2 separate regions of the Oryzias latipes genome follow, and region 2 is linked to region 1. Evidence: chromatin contacts called from public Hi-C data. All regions are on one chromosome and are shown on one strand. The core of a region is the stretch at or near the end of the contact, and the rest is flanking DNA. Distances in the headings are between cores, read along the strand shown. Region 1 holds the start of LOC101157449 (protein FAM180A-like). Region 2 holds the start of cracr2a (EF-hand calcium-binding domain-containing protein 4B).

Evidence for each region. Hi-C and Micro-C count contacts between places; a contact is called where the count stands out from the background.
Region 2: a contact with region 1 is called in a Hi-C map of gastrula embryo, with 1.7 times the contacts expected there. The contact joins the promoter of cracr2a here to the promoter of LOC101157449 in region 1. A contact is called at or near these places in 4 of 5 Hi-C or Micro-C datasets (embryo, fibroblasts and gastrula embryo).

Annotation. Positions count from the first base shown.
Region 1 is chr6:29,449,726-29,456,249 of ASM223467v1, forward strand. It overlaps LOC101157449 (protein FAM180A-like), which reads right to left and starts at 3,736. Exons shown (of 3, transcript XM_011476496.3): 1 at 3,518-3,736; 2 at 1,901-1,995; 3 at 1,141-1,823. The coding sequence starts at 3,599. The coding sequence ends at 1,500. LOC101157211 (solute carrier family 23 member 1) reads left to right here. Exons shown (of 12, transcript XM_004069853.4): 12 at 249-1,032. The coding sequence ends at 487.
Region 2 is chr6:29,648,458-29,654,981 of ASM223467v1, forward strand. It overlaps cracr2a (EF-hand calcium-binding domain-containing protein 4B), which reads left to right and starts at 2,642. Exons shown (of 18, transcript XM_020704277.2): 1 at 2,642-2,721.

The sequences.
Region 1 (6,524 bases), core at 2,486-4,985:
ACATCCTCCATTTGATGTCACATTGTTTGCATTTGTGTAGGTTTTGGGCCACGCACAATCATTTGGCGACGGTTAGATTGATTAAAGGGTCAAAGGAACAACATAATTCAGCATAGAGACCTGGTTAAGGGTTATGGGCTCACATGACATGTCAGAACAATAGACTTAAACTCGGCACTACATCACACTTCCAGGAAAAAACCCTAAAGCACAAAGTAACTTATCGGGACTTTCTTGGCTTTCAACAGGAACCAAGCAGGAACGAGGCATCCTGGCCTGGAATAAGGCTCACGAGGACGACTGCAGTAACACGCTGGAGAGCGGAGAGGTCTACAGTCTCCCCTTTGGCATCAGCGCCTACTTTTCCACTTTTTCCTGGCTTCGTTACATACCGTTCTGTCCTCCTGGACTCCAAAACTCACTAGAGCCCAAGCAGCCACTGGAAAATTTGCAAACATCGCAATTCAACATCGGGATCGGACCATGAGACCTGTAGTCGCTCTAGCGTGCCATCTTGTGGGAAGATCAACGTCATCACTGGCAGCACAGATAGTATGGCATCGTAGGGTATGATGCAAAAGGAGAAGGTAGCTCTGTGTTCCATGTTCAGCTATGAGAAACGGTATTTACAAAACTGAGTAAAGGTGGAACTTTCATTGCTTAAATTCTTAAGAATGAATTACAAACAATTTTTTTTTTTCTCAGACAAAAACAAAAAACAAAAGAACCAATTTGCTTTAAAAGGAAAAAAAGTATGAATTTGGTGCATTCATGCTTCTTTTTGAGTAAAAGTCAATACTAAATCCTTAAGTTCTTTAAAACCAGCCCCATTTCTTTGACTTAGCATCAGAACTTTGTCACATCCAGGTGCTTGTGGATAATATATAAACACTATGAAGACTTGTAAATGTCAATAAACTCATTATTTCACGCTCTACCTATGCATCCATGAATGTATATTTTTGTAAATAGTAGAACTCACATTTGAATCAGCACATATTAATTTTAATTAAAGACTAATTCAGATGAAAATTGCGTTTTTTTTGTATTTCAACATCTTCTTGTGGCATTTTTATGATAATGGAGTATATTTACAAAGAAAATTAAGCTTAACATTTGCATTTCTGAGTATTTCTTTATTCAAATCAGGAGCAGACGAAAAAAATGCCCTTTTGTTGCACCGCTAATGTTGGGGTGGGGGTGTGAGGGGTTGTTGCTAGCAGGAGAGCTTGTAAACCAAGAGCTCTCAGCAGCGAAGGAGGGTGAAGTTGCTCCGCGCCAACTGCCCCGCTCGCAACTCAGAGGTGAATGACTAAACCCCTTTTGGCTAAAAACTCTCATGATAAAAGATGAGTTGGACTTTAAGGGCTTAATTTTCTGCACTTAAACTTTAATTTGTTTCTGAAAGTAGAACGTTTCAGAATGTGTAAAGCTAGAACGCTGATTAGCATATGTTGCTCATGTTTTTCATATTAAACTGACGTCAGCAGCCCAAACGTTCAGTCTGTCAGAGTCAGATCCTTTTTAAGAGCTCTGAACAAACCAGAGAAGGACCGAGCCCACGCTTCCCTCTGGTGTTCTTCAACTGAGTTGACCATTTTCTGCGAGGTGTACACCAACGTCATGAGCGTGTGCTCGAAATCCTCCTGATGCAGGTGACCGCTGTGATGTGAAAGTTCAGAAATGAGCCTCAAAATATCAGGTAGCGCTTTGGGAATGATCTCCTTGCAGATGACATCCAGATTTTTTGTCTTTCGAAGGGAAGACAGTTCAGGGTCTTCCACTGAAAACGTGGGATCAAAGTGAATGCCAGCCATCAGAATCTGTTAAATAAAAACGGAAAAAAAAGAAAACATTAAATAAAAGTGCATTGGACCGACTTGTGCTTTCATTTTTGTACCTCAAACAGCAGCCGGGCGTCACTCCTGGATCGGCAGAAGGTTGGATTTACTTCCATGGATTCTCTTTTCACTCTGCTTGCAGCTGGAAACAGTGCTTTTATTTTGAAAGAAAGGCACACAGTTAGTTTTGAAGGTTACAGATGAGCGTACGAGCTTTCCTTTTGGCGTTCTTCACATGGATTTCTTTTGGGATTTATTGCTGCGGAACGGAAATGACTTTTCAAAGCTATTCTGAAGATTCTCACTCAGACATCTGAAAGGAGGGCGCTCTGTGTCTTTGTTTTGGCAGATGTGAACCCCCATTCCGTCTGTCATGCCAGCAGCAGGACGTTTTTTCTGCACTTCATGCTGGTTCAAGGAGCAGTTCAGACCCTGTGACCTCTGATCTTACAAAACACTGCAGCACATGGAGCTCACAACCGGCTCCAGATGATTTCAGCATCAGGGCCCAGAGGTTCATCCAAAACTTTGTTTTATTCCTCGAGCGCCTGATTAAGACAGGAGGCTAATTTTGTTGTTATATGTAATTATTACTTAAATCTTACACAATTGTGCGAGATTTTTGCATGATGAATACGCAAATTTGTAGCTTTCCACAACCGTTTCACGTATGTCTAACCAAATTTTAATGCATGTACCACCGATATATAACTTTTACATTGCGTACACGTTGCACTTATCACGTTAAAATTAAGTAATTGGCCATGAATCCTTAATTCTTTTCATATAAACAGCGCAACAATCATGCATGGTTCACGTTCCACATTGCTTTACGTGTTCTCTGCGTGGTTTTTATTTGCACTTCTTCCGTTGCTTCTTTACTCGGGATACATATGTGAGAATTTCAAATGAAGAACCACAACTTTTCTCACTTTTTCCACATCTGTTCACGTATGACCAATTTTCGTCTGTGCAATGGGAACAAAATGTACAAAGAGGCTGTGCGTCACGGCCTTTAATTGAGTTAACCTGAAACAGAGTCATTAACAGTACGGTTTAGGATGCTAGCCTTCATTCATCATCAGACACGCCTCTCCCATGAAAATGTTCTGCAGGTATTTGGGAGCCCAGGCTGTATTTTTTTAGCCTCCAGGTCCTGTGGATGTTTGGTCACAGTGTGCTGATGGAAACGGGAAGCTTTAAGAAACCCTCCGAACCTGTCTGGGCATCCGTTTGCCCCACAATATTCCCGAAAGCTGCACAAATCCAGACATGAAGCAGCATCACATTAGTGCAGAGTTCATATGGTCTCCAGCTGATGCCTCCAGTTTGTCATATTTGTGATTCCACATTGTTATTATGATGAACTGCTCCTCATGTTTTGAATTTTTCATCTTTGATTTTGGCTTCCTGGAGGTGAAAATGGGAATCCAACTAAATCCAGACATGTAGGATAACAGAATTCTTTCCATTTACGTTGAGTTTTTTTTTTTTTGGACAGATTTTAAGTCTGAAATAAAAAACCTAAATCCTAAAAAGATGGTTATTTAGAAAAGATCAAATGAACCAAATATCTGGTTATATATCTGGTTTTAGGAACAGACAGATGCTAGATCTAAATATCCATAGATGAGATAACCACAGAAGCTAAACTGTTGTGGATTTAAAAATCTTACTTTTTGTCCGACATCTGGAAGCACAGGTCCTGAGGAAACAGCAGATGAGTCCAAACCTCAGAAGAACCTGCAGGGAAACCATGGTGACCTGTTGAGAATCCAGGTTTGTGTTCAAATGCCGTTTAACTGCGTATCTTTACGACGCCTTTGCAGCCTCATGTTACACTGTACAGCCGGCTCTCTTCATCATTTGCACTGACTGTTTTCCTCCTCCTCCTCCTCCTCCCACCACATCGTCTCCTCTTTTACTGCTTCCTCATGGTGTCATCTGTTTGTCATCAGGCTCAAAAACGGTCCTCTTTTCGTGCTCTTGTGACCGTTGTTCTTTGCACAACTTTTAATTTCCGCCACCAAAACCATGTTTACATACAGCTGCAAAGAAAATGTATTTCAATCCAGATAAACTTCCACCAATTTTTCACCACATTTCTGACGCGGTAAAACGTTTATCCCCCTTAAAGGGGTTCAAACTCAGTGTTTTGCATCTCTAATGCAAACTCTAATGAACCTAACATCATCACAAATGACAGTTTCGGACAGGTCTCTGCAAGCCGCAGAGTCTTAAAAAGTCTTAAAAAACATGATATTTATGTTTTTTGGCCATGAAAACTCTAATTTATAAACCGAGCATGCTAATGTGTCCAATAATTGAATTATAACAGGGTTTCTTTTAAATCCTTTTACTTACTTTGAAGTTTCTTCAAAATAAAATACATACACTGTCAAAAAAGATCCTCCTGCTGCAGCAGATTTCCTTGCGTTTAAAAACTTTGCCACAGAAAAACAAGTAGAGATACAATAAGAAAATGAGTTTAAACTTCACCTAATGATAATATACCACTCTGTCAATAGATCAAACCTTTTGGCATCGTCTTGTTTCACTATTTGACGTGCATTATGAATTAATTTTTACTCATTAAAAAATAAATGACAAAACTTAACTACCAAACCTATCATTTACTCTACTACTTGTTATATTTTCTACAAAGCCAAAGAGCCACAATTGTGGGCTAAAAAAAAGAGTTTGATGAGGTTGGCATGAAACAGCATGAAATTTATGCTCATTAATTAAATTTGTCAAGTCATGCCTGTACATAAAGCCAGAGGAAGATGAGTAGCCTCACGTCACGTCACAAAAAGTGATTGACAGGCTTCTTTCTCATCTGCATTTTCTTCCAAATCATCCAGAAGTATTTTTTGTGGTAACTGCAGTCTCGACCATAAGAATAAAAAAAAACAAAAACGTTAAGCACAACTTATGGTGGATTTAACACTATAAAGAATCCAATAACAACATAATATAACACTTGAAAATACTTATAAAGATTAGTAGGTGAAAGATTTAAGATGAGGATCTAAACAAAAAACCCAAACTTTCCAGAGAACGATGCTATAAACACAAAAAAATGGCTAAACCTCCATTTTGATAAAAGAAAAACTAGAGAAAATTCAGTGTTTCACAGAAGAAACTTTTTTCACAGTCATCAAAAAACTTCAAACAGCAAATGACTCAAGGAATGAAAATTAGAGCTTTTTTTTAAAGGTATTGTTGGTTAGTTTGCATGTTTAGTGTATTTAATAAGAGTTTTTTAAGAGTTGTACTTTCTTTTTTTCCTTCACCTTGAACCTTTGTATTCTAATCACCTTTGTAATTGTATTTTTTTCTTATTTTGCACCTTGATCCCCAATAGTTTGTGTTACAATTGAATGTCTAGGTTTATCTTAAAAATCCAACATGAAAAAAATGACATTAATTCAATTCAATTCAATTCAATTTTATTTGTATAGCCCAAAATCACAACAACAGTCGTCTCGATGGGCTTCGAAGTAAAACATGAACTTAAAAGGTTCACGAATACAAAGAGTTCAATAGGAAAATACTAAATTGAACTAACAAACTGACTAAGCTATACTGGCATCCCTGCCCTTAGACCCCCCTTCGCGGTAAGGAAAAACTCCCAAAAAAACCGGATTCCGGAAAAAACGAAGAAACCTCAGGGGTGTCCACATGAAGGAGGGATCCTCCCCCAGGACGGACAGGCTATTTACCAGAAATCTTAGAGAAGAATTAACTTATCTAAATCTACAACTACATATATAAAAGTCCAGCAGACGAGCTTCATCCAGCCGTGGTTGTGGGGAAAGTCAAAGGCGCGAGTCGAGCTAGAGGCAGGATCCACAGCCAGGTGTAGGAGCAGGAGCAGAGGCGAGGTAAACGGTCAGGAACTGGAGCACGGATGTGCCAACTGGAGTCTGGAAGCACTCCCACTCCCCAGGAGGGGAGAGGAAAAGAGGGACAATACATGAATCGCACTGTACCAAACAGAGGCATGGAGAACTAAATGATAAATTATGATCAAGAATAGAGGAGAGGAAGGGTAGAAGTAGAAAAGAAAAGAGGACAGAACCCCAGTGCACCATAGTTACCCCAGCTTCAACTTCTAGCAACCTTTTAAAAGACCCAATTGGAGCAATAAAAGCTGATGTTCATGCTTAACGCTGGCTGTAATGACTGCTTTGTCTCATTTAAGCCACAGATTGTGGAAGTCCCAAAGGAAGCACACAGATCTCTGTAATATGCTAAAAAAACATCCCATTTTAATCAAAGAGAAAATTTTCGACGGTCACTTCAGTGCATCAAGGTTTCCACTTCAGTTTCTCATATTCTTTGAGTTTTATTCACGTCATTTTCTGTTTCATATGTTGGGTGATATGTCGTTCTTAACTGTGGAAATGCTCTAAAGCACTTTGTGTTACTGTTGTATGAAAATTGCTGTGTAAAAAAAATTTGATTTGTTCAAACCACTGGGTGAAATGCTCTTAAACCTATGATATCTTCATTATTTAGTAAAAGGTTCAGCAGAATGACCACAATAAAAGCCAGAGGTTTCCTGATGTGTCTGTTAAAACATTAAAGTTAATCATCAGAGATGGGACCAAAGGATTTCCACAGGTTTTCCAGCAATGCGTTTGTGTGCATACCTTCATCCAGAGGAGGGCGCTCTTG
Region 2 (6,524 bases), core at 1,392-3,891, 200 kb after region 1:
CTGGGAGCTGGTCCTGGACCTGGACCAGGGTGTTTTTGGATTGAAAATTTGTTCCGGATTATCAGGGAAAAGGAACTCTGGTTCACTTTAAGCCAACCAAATGTGTCCAGTAGTATTACTAGATTCTAATCTGGATTTGTTTGTTTCTACTCGAAAAAAACAACAACTATCTGATGGTAAAATGTTGGGTTTGTTAATATCTCCAGCCACTTAGTTTGTGAATTTGTTGATCTCCAGAAGCTAATTTTTCATCTTTCATCCTTTAGATCCTGTCCAACTAGATAAATAAAACATTCATCAAGGTATTTTTTTTTTTGTCAAAGAAAAATCTTATGGTCAGAAAAAAAATGACAACTACTGATGCGAATCTAAAAAGAGTCCAACCCTCTTTTGCGTTGATGAATAAAGTCACTGAGAAGAGCTGTGAAAAAACTCAAAGAAGAAAATAGGATCTGTAATGGTCTGAATGTAAAATCACCTGGATAATTGACAAAAGTCTAAATGATGATGAGTTTAGTCTGTGAATTGATCTGCAGAACGACTGCTACAACAACTGTAATTCAGAAATGTACAGTAAGTATTTAGCTTGAAGCTGTAGGCGAGAAAAATGGCTGGCTCTTGATTTTGGGGACAGAATGTGACTCCTGTGGGTCGTAAAAAGAGAAGCCTGAAAGCCGGAGCCAAATAAAAGACAAAAAAGACAAAAAAGATAATGTTTTCACATGCACAGGTTATAAAAGTAGCTGAAAGCAAATCAGCTGGGACACATTTCAAACAAGTAATGACTCCGCAAGGCTCAAGTTTTCTGTTACTATAAAAAAAAATAGTTTTAATGATTTCTTTTGAAATCCGGTTCATCCATCAGCGCACGTTTCTTCTGGTTTGGACAGAAACAGAGTAAAGAAGTTTTTGTTGCCTCCAAACCATCTGCATGCTTTTGCAAGGAGCATTGCCTCTGCAGCTAAAGGATGAGCTGCAGTGTTTGGGAAAGACACTCCATGCTTTTTGCAGGTTGATGCCTGCAGGCAAAGCTGCATGAATGACCATGCAGGCCCCTTCCTGAGGTGATCATAGCAGCACGTTTCCTTTTTGTTTTATCGATTCGTTCAGATGTTTGCACCGACTGCAATCATCTTACTGAGTTTGTTAGCCTCAGACTTCTTTTTTTTTGTGTATCTTTTTATCCAAAGCCTTTTCATTCCTTTTCACGTCATGCAAACTCTTCGGTCCCTCAGTTTATCCCTTTTTTCTCCTGTAATTGGAGCAGCTAATGGCTGGTCGTGCACAGTTAAGCCCAGCGTGATCAGAGGAGATGCCATCAGCATCCTCGCTTTACTCCATTTCTGTCCAAATTGGCAAACCGTTCGAGGCCAAGTTACCACACGGCTGAAATCAAACCATCAGCACAGTCAGAAAATGATCCTCTGAGAAACTGCACTGCAGTTTGGTTAAAAAAAACACACACACACACAGGAGGAGAACATGAAGAATGGACTTGTTTGTGACAGAAGGATGCTGTTGGAGCTGTTCTGCAGAAATAGGTTAACATGGTGACAATAACACATTCACACTCACAGTTTATCCTTAGCAGCACCTCACACTATGAAAAATCTTTCCCTTTCATGCAGAACTTATACTACAATTTGTTTATTTTCCTTACACCGAGAACAAACTGGGATAATTTAACGCTCGGTAGCCTACAAATAAATCATATCATGACTGAAACAAGTTTTTCAGTATTGGGACGCACTCAAAACAGACTGAAATGTAAACTTTTAGCAGATTAATGCTTTGTGTAATGTAAAGTGGCACCCAGAGTGTTGAATAGCACTCGGAGTTTCAGTTCAGCTTTAATTTCACAAGAAAACATTCAAAAAGCAAAGAACAAAGGATTTGGTTTGGGAGTTTTACGACTGGGAGCTTAGTGGATCTGAAGAAATGAGATGCAGAAGCTGAAAAAGCCCATAAAACAGGGAGCAAAATGCTCCATAGCTCCTAGAAACGGTGAATGATTGAAGGACAAGACTACTGGTGTGTTTTCTACGTCACAAATACGATCTTTTTCAAACAGCATTCAGAATTTTTTTTTATCAAATACTCAGAAAAGCCATTTTAAGCTCAGTTTTCTTTATAAATTTCACGCCATGGGAATGTGTTGAAAACAGCATTTACATCAGAGTGGATCTTTAAGAAGTCAGGGCTGTTTGCATGCAGAGCTGCATCTCTGATCACTGCAGCTTCATCCCAGAGACACGGAGATCGCCAAAGCATCGATGAGTCCAAGCTGCCAACCACACTCCATCTCCTGCTTTGAGATGCAGCAAGATGCAACTCTCCAAGTGTGGTGTCAGTCCTTCCAGGGCCTCACAGCAGATCAGAGATGTGGCATCGCCTTCACCAGCCCTGCTCCTGCTCTCCTAAACCGCTGGAAATTGCAATTTAGATCTTCAGCAGACATCTGTGTAGTTTTCAGACCTTCCCAACAATGATTAGGGGGCAAAGAAGAAAAACAAGAACTTTTTCATCTTCTAGATAAAAAAAATAAAATAATTACAATTAAACATGATTGATTGCTTTAATGAAAGACATGTGTGCCTCTTTTATGGTGTCCACCCTGTGTGTAAAGACAACATCTCAGCTGGATCATCGGTTCTCTCCATGTGGAACATCATGAAGCTTCACTGACTGAAACGGGGAAACTGTGCCGGAAGACGTCTACGTGTGAGTGGACTTTCACACATGCTAGACTGCTGTGCAAACACGTTTTTATGGAATACTGGGAAACTCGATTCCGGTAATTAAAACCCTCCACGGCTTCAGGACTGAGCTGAGTCCATGTGTTGAGTTTAACAATCTTCTACAGTGCACACGGACAGCCCACAAGCCCGCGCAGAACTTTAGAAAGGTCTATCATTAAGATCATGCAGATATTGTTCTGCAAAAAGAGGAAAGCTTTGGTTCATTTGAGTGAAAATTAATCCAATCCTCTACCGCCCCCGTGCGTGAACATGTGGTATTACAGCTTGATGAAAAATAGAAGGAAGAACCGTTTTTTTAAACATTTAATTTAAGAAATACTAATATTGAATTTTAGTTTTAATGAATAATTTATTTATTGTATTAATCAAAAATACATATTTTGCCAAATTATATTGTACAATGTGAAAAATTAAAGAATTATGATAAGAAAATCTTGAAAAAATGTGTTTTAAATCAAATACTTACACAATATAATAAGTGTATCATAAATGTAAATAATAATAATAATTATTAATTTGTTATTGTTTATCCTTTTTTCAAGTTTTATTAATAAAAATACATTTTTCTTGTCTTAATAGATTCTTTTGTATCCCTTAGCCATCCCATAGTTAAATTTCTTAAGAAAACTTGAGTATATATTGAAGTATAGCAAATATACTATAGATCATGTCCGTGTGGAGTAGGAAGTATAAATACTTCTATAGAGTAAATTGGAATGTTTAAAGTTTACAATGTATAAGATAGTCTTTAAAAAGTAAATGTAGTATACAATACTGCCTTTTAGTACAGGGTAAGTACGTTTATAGTACTCTTACATAGACTACTTTTTGTTCAGGTATAGTATCTAAACGTGCACAGATAAACTGAGTTTTGCATCTTTTTATAAAGTGACTTTGTCCTTTAAGTTGTGTAACTTTTAAAAAAAATTAAAATCTTTGTAAACAACTAACATAACAACAACAACAGTTAGTTTTCAGCAGAATCCTGTTGACATCCAGGTTGTTGTCGTTTGTGTGGACTGTTGTGTCGTTGTGAAAGTGAGAGTTTGGTCTCAAACGCTTTGCGTTACTTCCGCATTCCTCTGAAGACAGGTGCGGGTTTCAGGGGAGGGAGGGGCCGCCTGTGGAGCCCGCGTGCGCTTCCGTGTCAGCGTTGCTACAGTAACCGCGGGAGGAGATCCGCTTAAATTCCTGCGCTGCAGTCCGGTTCACCTGGAAGCGGACCGATTCCCGCCCGGTGAGTTCGTGCTGCTGGTTCGGTTGATGAACCGAGGAAGGAGGTAGTCACGTGAGGCGGAGCGGACGTGAACGTGGTGGTGTTTGAAGTCCGTTTTCACAACAGGAACTTCGGAAAAACTTCTCACTAGTACTAGTTGATGAGGAAGTGAAGGTTTGGGGCTGCGCACGTGCGAGCCGAAATACAAACATGATTTCACACGCGGCGGCTTAAAAGACTTCAAAGAACAACCGATGGTTATTTAAAAACGATTGGGGGGGGGGGGTGAATATGTGTGAGCAGCAGCTGTGTTTTAGTGAGTGACGTCACGTGTGATTCTGCAACAGCTGATTTGAAAAAGTTTCGAGTTTGAGGAAAAAGTCAAAAATGACTTTAAAATGTCAAAAACTGAAAATAAATTTCTCGCCTTTTTACACTGTTTTAAGTTCATGATTAAAGGTTCTTCTGGGTCTTCTGTAGAAAACGGTTCTTCTGGGTCTGCTGTAGAAAACGGTTCTTCTGGGTCTTCTGTAGAAAACGGTTCTTCTGGGTCTGCTTTCTTTCTGTGAATCAGACAAGCCTAACAAAGTTCTGACTTTGATTCAAGTAGAAATGAAAATGTCCCGAGGATTTTTGTGGAGAAGGTTCCTCTGGTTTTGAGCTTTAAAGGTTTTTTTTTCTGGGTTTTGGTGTTCTTCCAGTTCTGTAGATCCGACGACAAAGTCCTGCCGCTCAGAGTTCTGTTGCATGTTCTGCCCTGACGCCGATAAAGCGTTCATGCAAAGCGGCTTCAGCCTGGAAACCTACCCAAACTAAAAAGCCGTCCTCCAGCATGTGAATGGATGATAAACCGTGTCCATCGTAGAGGTGATGCAATAGTGGAAGGAGATCCTGAAGGTTTGCATCTCAGGAGCTCCAGATATGCAGTGACCTGATCTCCAGCATTGCTTGTACTCCCAAAAAGCTGAATAAATGATATGAGTGTCTGAATAAAATGAGGCTGACCAACATTTAAGAACATTACATGAGGTAAAGTAGAATTATGTCACGTTAAAGGCTTTTCTGCTGTTTATCTCATCTCTATTGATGATCTTGTTAAATATCTAGAAGCCAAAGAAAGCTCCGTTTAGATCACTAGGGGATTCTTTAGTGGCCTTTCAAATGTAAGAGTCCAGTGATGATGTGTCCCATCCTGTTTGCTCTCCTCCTACTCGTATTTGCTTTACCTCCTTTTCACGGATCACCGCCATCTCTGCCGCTCGCAGGCCCACCAAGCTAACCAGAACCGTGCAACCGAGGTGCAGTCTTCCAAACCGCTGTGCATTTGACGTCTGTTTGCATGAAAGCCACAAACCTTTCGAGTCGATGCTGCAATGCATCCGTCGTCAGAGCAAAAGTTTCTTTGAGTCACTGGATGACTTCAGTGTCAACTTTAACCACAGACCAGAATACTTTTCTTTGTTTGAGAAACTCTAAGTTTTAGGGGAAAGCCCTTTCTTTTTTTTTCCTTTTTTTAAACCAATATTGTGCCCATGAACTTTTGCCACATCCAATTCTGTTTATAGGACATCAAAATAACCATATTCAAAATTTGATAAAAAATAATTATTAGTTTTCTGATTTACTTTGATCTGAAGGCATTTACGTTTTTACATACATAAATATGCAGGCATTGTGCAATGTGTGGTTCTATTCATTTTTAAAAAGTATTTGGTCTCTTAAGCTGCAGAACAGTCCCCAACCATCACACTACCACCACCGTGTTCCACAGAGTATTTGTTCAAATTTCTTGGAGATAAATGAGATTAAACTTGGAACCTAACTTTGTGTTGCTACGGAGCCCGTGACCTGACATCGGTACAAAAAATAAATAAATTTGTTCCCACGAAATAATAATTCGCGTGATAAGTCCTTCATAAACTCGGATGGCTTGCTGCTTCCCCAGTTGCAGTGACACGTTGATTAGTGGAGATGCATTATGGGATATGTGTGACGCACTATGGGATGCGTACGAAGCATGTAGCCTTCGGATGTTAAGTGACTGCTAACGAGTATGTCAATGAAAGACAAGTTGCCTCAGCACGTCCGCAGTATTATTATTCCTGTTCGACCCTAAAGTGCAACACCAGGCATGACCAGTAAACAAGGTGCCAGCATCTGAGCCGCAAGCTCGGGCCTCCCAGAAACACTGGAGTAACGGGGGAAGCGGCTTCTGCAGCAAGACGGAGAGCGTACCGGGATGTGAATGAACCCAGACAATGGAGATTTTTTTTTTTTAATACACTGTATTTATCCCACGGAGGGAAATTCTTTCTCCGCATTGGACCCATCCGCTAGGGAAGCGGTGAGCTGCAGCCGAAACCGCGCTCGGGAGGCGGTAGCGTTAAGGGTCTTGCCTAAGGACCCTCACTGTGATGTTAATTGCTCGCCATTGATATGGTAATTGCCCCCAGTACCATTGCTCATTCCCCTCCGGGAATCGAACCCTGGTTTCCTGCATGGTAGCTTCCCACCCTACCAACCGAGCTACCCAGCCTCTACCCAGATGC